Regions from separate parts of the Anas platyrhynchos genome. Here region 2 is linked to region 1. Evidence: chromatin contacts called from public Hi-C data. All regions are on one chromosome and are shown on one strand. Each heading gives the region's core, a stretch centred on a gene start, on an enhancer-like site or on the middle of the called end of the contact. The rest is flanking DNA. Distances are from core to core; before and after follow the strand shown.

Region 1 (2,886 bases), core at 238-2,737:
TGACACTAAATTACATATTTTAAAGGAAGCACTTCAGCTCAGCATTTTATTCTTACTCAAAGGCAGTAAGAAATTCACAGACTACAATTACTATGTAAAATGTATCATCTACTTGAAACAGAGAAGGGTATTAGTTTTAAAGAGACAGTCACACAGAATTTGGGCAGCGTCGCTTGCTTTTACCAGCATAAAGGAAAGAAAGGAGCATTTGACATCTTGTCCAAGCAACTGTGTCTCCATAGTCCTAAAAGGTTTCTTTCAGAAGTAGAATCTTAGTCAGGAAGTGCTAACCCCTATTTTGCATTTCAGCATGCCCATCTTTGGTGTTCCCAAAACATTTTTAATATTTGAATGGTCCCAGTAAGCACCACTCTTCTTAGCAGAAGTGCTGAAAGCTTGAATGTTTCATCCTACCGGGAACCATTCAAATGTTTTTCTGTTTGTTTGTTTTTAAGTAAGCGATCCAAATAGTGTTTTTTACATAAAGACGAACAGAAGGTTATGTTCTACCAAAAAAAAAAAAAAAAAATGTTATGGGGGGGGGGGGGGGTGGTGGTGAACCCATACCCTCCTGTTGTACTTCATGCAAACGGCGTACACCAGAGCCGCTGTAGAGTTTTCTACACCTACCGGGACAGCAGCGCCAGTTTCTGCTCCAGCATCATCTCCAGCTTCTGGGCCTGCTTGGAGAGCCAGTGATCCACGCCGTGCAGCCGGTAACATGTCTCCAGCATCAGCCGGAAGTCCCCCACGAAGTCCGCTATCCCCGCGTACTGCCCACCGAGGAATTTCTCTTCCATCTTCAGCAGCCACATCCCCGCCGGGGGAGCGCAGTGACTGCCACCATGCCCCGGGAGGGAGTCACCCCCCCCTCCTCCTCCTCCTCCTTCCTCCTTGATGGACGCCGGATCCGCCAGCGGCTTCAGGAACGGCGCTGTCAGCGGCCGGTGCTTCTCCAGCAGGAACTCGCGCAGGATGCGGTAGCCCTGCTGCAGCTCGGGGCTCAGCCTCTGCTCCCAGCCGCTGCCCGCGCCCTGCCCTCCCGCACCGGCTCCATCCTCGCCGCGGGGCCGCTCGGGGTCCATGTCTCCCGCTCCTCTCACGCACGGGGCCTGCGCGGCTGCGGCGGCTCCGGGGGGGCGGTGTGAGGGCAGCTAGGGGCCGCCGGCCGGGCGGAGGGGCGGCATGGGGCTCACCCGGGCACCGAGACGCGCGGCAGGGCCCTCGCCACGCTCCCCCACGGCGGCGGCGGCGGCGGCGGCGGCCTCAGCCCTGCCCCCAGCCGCGGCCGGGCGGCGGCAGCAGCAGGAGGAGGCGGAGGAGGAGGAGGAGGAGGAGGAGGGGGACGGGGGGGGCCTCCCCCTGCCGGGCCGCTCCCTCGCCCTCAGCAGCCGCCCCCGCCCCGCCCGCCCTGAGGGGGCTCCCCCGGCCCCGCCCCGCGCTGTGTGAGGGGAGGCCGCCGGGTAACGGCCCCGCGCGGCCGTTGGGAGGGGAGGGGAGGGAGGGGGGGAGGTGAGGAGTGGGGGGGAGGGCGCGGGGGGGCTGGAGAGGGGCGAGAGAAAGGGACGCGGCGCCCCGCCTGGTGCGCATGCGCAGCCAGCCCCGCGGAGAGAGGGGGGGTGTGTGGGGAGAGGGGGTGTCATGGGCGCCAGGTGGGGTGGCGTCATCAAAGGGCGACCGGGGAGGCGGGTGGCGATCGCCTCAGGGAGGGGCGGCCCCGCTCCGCCCCGCTCGGTTCGCAGCCCCTCCCCCGCCAACCACCCCGTGTCCCCAGTTAACGCTGCCCGTGTCACAATAAAGCTGTTTGGCAACCGATGTGTGCTGCAGTGTGTGGAAGCGTTGGGGTCCAAGCGCCGCAGTGCTTTGGGGGGTGCTGCCTGGAGCAGCTGCGGGAGCAGAGGCTGCCACAAGCAGCAGAGGGAAAGGTGGAAGTGCCCCGAGGGGCTGGGGGGTGTGTGGGGGGCTGGGGGGTGTGTGTGGAGCTGGGCGTCGGCCGCTTCTGGCAGATAAACAGGGATGGGAGCAGAGGGAATGGCATCAAGGTGCGCCAGGGGAGGTTCAGGTTGGGAATGAGGAGACATTTCTGCTCAGGGAGAGCAGCCAGGCGCTGGGATGGGCTGCCCAGGGAGGTGGTGGGGTCACTGTCCCTGGGGGTGCTCAAGGAGAGGTTGGACGTGGTGCCTGGGGACATGGCTCGGTGGGTGGTGACATTGGTGGTAGGGGGGTGGTTGGACCTGATGAAAGGTCTTTTCCAACCTCAGTGAGTCTGTGGTTCTATGATCTTTTCGTATTCGCCCTTAGACACTTTCCAGTCCTACTCCACCAGAACAATGGTCACCAATTAACAGAGGAACATTGCCTGGGCTCCAGAGGGCCCTGCAGTATTGTTATTACGTATTTGTGAGAAACTTGTGCTTGCAGTTTCAAGATAATCCCCTCCAAAACACATGATAATGTGAAAAGCTTAGGGTACCTTGTTATGAGAGAAAATGACTGCACAAAAAGAAAAGATTCAAGGATGTTTACTGTGAGCAGCCCATGACACCTTTAAGACATCTCTGTCTTCTCCGAATGGTAACTCTGCAGAGATCATTGCGGAAACCATGCTCAAAACACACTCTTGACAGGAATAAATCATGATATGTGACAAAGTAAAGCGGAACAATTCCTCTATCATTATTGCCTTTTCCATTCTAAGGACACCAAGAAATTTCCCTCTGTTCACCCCTGTTTGGTCAGAGCCAGCTTTTGTAAATGCTTCAGTCATGCTGTTTTTCTACAAGGACAGAAGCAGTAGGTGTAGCACCCAGCTCACACTGATGTAGCTATCTAGCTTTATCCTCCAAAACCTCTTGAATTAAAAACTTGGAAGGAATGAGATCAGAC
Region 2 (3,255 bases), core at 497-2,996, 43 kb after region 1:
CTGAGTGAAGAATTTCTTATAACTGAACTGAATCTACCCTCTTTCCCTTCAAAATGAGTATGCATTGTCCTGTCACTACATTCCTCATCTTTCATTTAGGCCTCTTTTAGGTATTAAAAGGCCACTCTAAGGTCTCCCTGGAGTCTTCTCTTCTCCAGGCTGAACAACTCAAACTCCCTCAGTCTGTCTTCATAGCAGAGATTCTCCAATCCCTTTATCATCTTTGTGAAACCTCCTCCAACTTGTTCTAGTATTTCTATGTCCTTCTTGTGCTGGGGGCCCCAGAGCTGAATGCAGGAGTCTCACAAGAAGCAGAGTAGAGGGGGAGAATTACCTCCCTGTCCCTGCAGGCCAGGCTGCTTTTGATGCAGCCCATAACATGGTTACTGCCACCTCACTTTGAGCGTCTCATCAACCAGTATCATCAAGCCCTTCTCTTCAAGACTGCTCTCTATCCATTCATCAGCCTGTATTCATGTTTGGCATTGCCCCAGCCCAGGTGCAGGGCCTTTGTACTTGGCCTTTCTGAACCTCACGAGATATGCACAGGCCCACCTCTCAGGCCTGTTCAGATCTCTCTGGATGCCATCCCTTCCCTCCAGTGTGTCAACCACACCACACAGCTTGGTGTCATCTGCAAATTTGCTGTGCATGCACTCAATCCCACGGTCACCATCCTTGTCACCATCAAAGATCTTAGATAATACTGATTCCAATATTGGTATATTCAATATTTAATCATGTCATACTGAGGTGTTTTTGCAGTGAATTATTTTCCAAAACCACATTATTGACATGGTAGCAACCAGCTATGCCTGTAAAGAACATTTGACAAAAAGTCAAGAAGCATTTCAACATCTGGACAGTATTTATTCTTATCAATTAGCTATCATTTAAACAAGTCTGATAGCAAACAGGGATGATTGCTCAATGTTTGTTGAATCCAGAGTTTACAAAAAACAGTGGAGCAGTTTGTGAAGGACTGTATGCTGCAGGAGGGGAATGAGCATGACGATGAAGGAACAGCACAAAGCATTACGGACTGACTGCAATGCCCATTGCCCATCCCCTGCACTGGGAGGTGGAGGTGAAAAAATCAGGAGTAGAGTTGGGCCTTTGAAGAAGGTAGGGTTGGGGGAAAGGTGGTTTTAGTTTTGTATTTATTTCTCACTGTTCTACTTTGTTACTAATTGGAAATAAGTTATTTATGCTCCCCAAATCAAGTCTGTTTTGGCTATGACAGTAGCTGGTAAATCATCAGCCTGTCCTTATGTGAGTCTTCTCTATTTCTGTATATGAGATGGCCTAAAGTTACACCAAGAGAGGTTTAGGTTGGATATTAGGAAAAATGTCTTCACTGAAAGGGTTGTGAAGCATTGGAACAGGCTGCCCAGGGAAGTAGTTGAGTCACCATCCCTGGAGGTATTCCAAAGACATGTAGATACGGTGCTTAGGGACACGTAGTGGTAGACTTGGCAGTGCTAGGTCAGTGATTGGCCTTGATGATCTTAGAGGTCTTTCCAACCTAAATGTCTCTACATTGATCTATGATATTTTCTTCTTATTTTCTCCCCCTATCCTGTTGAGGAGGAGGAGTAAGAGAGCAGCTGGGTGGGCACCTGCTGGTCAGCAAAGGTTAACCCACTACAGATACACATCATACTTCAAACATGCAGACCAGGTGGAAAACCACTGTGCTTTTTCTACTCATTCCATATCACAGAACCATCAATAAGCAAAATGTTTGAAGGTGTGGTATTGTAAAGATTGATGCAGCTTGCATTGCTATAGCCTGCAATAGCACTTTGCCTTCCCAAAGTGCTTTATAATGTCAGAATTACGTAAAATATTTACATGCAGTAAAGGTGAATGCAACTTTGATTGTGTACGTTTTGAGCAGAGAAATTTAGACAGAGCAAGGATTTGCCAAAACCAAGTAATTACAAATGGCATAGCCAGAACTCTAAATCGTGTTTCCCAGCCCTATACACATCCCTTCAGTGTTGTGGTAATGGCAGCTTTGTGGTATGTCTGACATCCATGCACATTATCATCACTAAAAAATATGAGAATAAAGTAAGATACCAACATATTTTCCATACCTGCCAGAGTGTGAACACTTTAGATATGAACTGCAAAACAAAGCTAAGTGCCTTGCAAATGTATTAATCAGGATCGAGTTTGACCTTTTAGTATTTACTGATTTTTTCAAAACTGAAATGAATTTTTTTTTGTGTGTTTTTCCCTAAATGAAATGTAACAACTTGTGGATAGGAAGCTTGAAATTACTCTAACCTGAGTGCTTTTTGTAACTTATTATTAATGGATGAGATGATATAGAGTGCTTATGTGTATGTGCGCGACAGAAATCTAAATAAAGATTTTATTAAGTTAATTAACTTATTAAACTTTAATAACTTTTAACCATGGACATGGACTTGCCAACATTGTACTACAAGGTTTCACAGATTATAGTTGTCAGAAAAAGCTTAAAGCCAGTAAAATGTCTACCTTTGCTGTAACGCAGAAGTTAAGATATAAAAAATTCAGACACCAGAGAACTGGATAGTTTAACACAAGATTCACAAATGCTTTTCAGAAGGCAACGGATCACATTAGTGTTCATCAGTGTTCTAATTATAATCTATTCAGGCAAACACTATTGAAGTAAACCTGATCTCTCCTGTCAAATGCAGCTTTCAGTTTCAGAGAGGCTAAGAACTTACTGCAAAGCTTTATCACGAGTCCTTTACTCAGAAAGATCTTGATCGAATCATTTAGGTTGACTTGATTGTGAGACCTACAAAAGAACTTGCTGGAATATAAATTTACTTTTAATTAAAAAACGAAGATGCAATTTTGAGGCACTAATAATATAGATATTTGGAAGAAGAAATGGCTGATAACCCTCCAATGAGCAGCAAGAGTTTTCTGCTCTGCTTGAGAAAATGAGCTGACCTTAAATGAAAGCAGCCAAGCACTCAATGAGAGGAAAAGATTGCAGAGGGGAGCTTCAGAGAGAGATGGTTACAGGCTTCTCATGGGAATTAGAGCCCTCTGGTATGTTCAAGGCCCTGCCACAATCTTCCTTGCTGAGACATAACAAAGAAAAGGTTTATAATAAAACAGCTAGTTGATTATGTGCAAGCACATTTAATGTGTTTCATATTATTAGACATATTTCTATTTCTTTAATCCTATTTCACTTTAATTTTAGCTATAAAATTTAACAAAGATACATTTAAGTCTGTTACA

Evidence for each region. Hi-C and Micro-C count contacts between places; a contact is called where the count stands out from the background.
Region 2: a Hi-C map of F1 follicle shows a contact between it and region 1, with 3 times the contacts expected there. The contact joins the enhancer-like site here to the promoter of BRD10 in region 1. A contact is called at or near these places in 3 of 8 Hi-C or Micro-C datasets (F1 follicle, liver and subcutaneous adipose tissue).

The regions. Positions count from the first base shown.
Region 1 is chrZ:30,559,832-30,562,717 of IASCAAS_PekinDuck_T2T, forward strand. BRD10 (bromodomain containing 10) reads right to left here and starts at 1,488. Exons shown (of 7, transcript XM_038170245.2): 1 at 631-1,488. The coding sequence starts at 1,085.
Region 2 is chrZ:30,602,320-30,605,574 of IASCAAS_PekinDuck_T2T, forward strand. No RefSeq gene overlaps it. Among named protein-coding and RNA genes, the nearest start is that of UHRF2, 20 kb to the right of the region's middle. Within about 2 kb of position 1,747, at least 1 of the 8 cell types and tissues checked has an H3K27ac peak or open chromatin away from gene starts, as enhancers often do.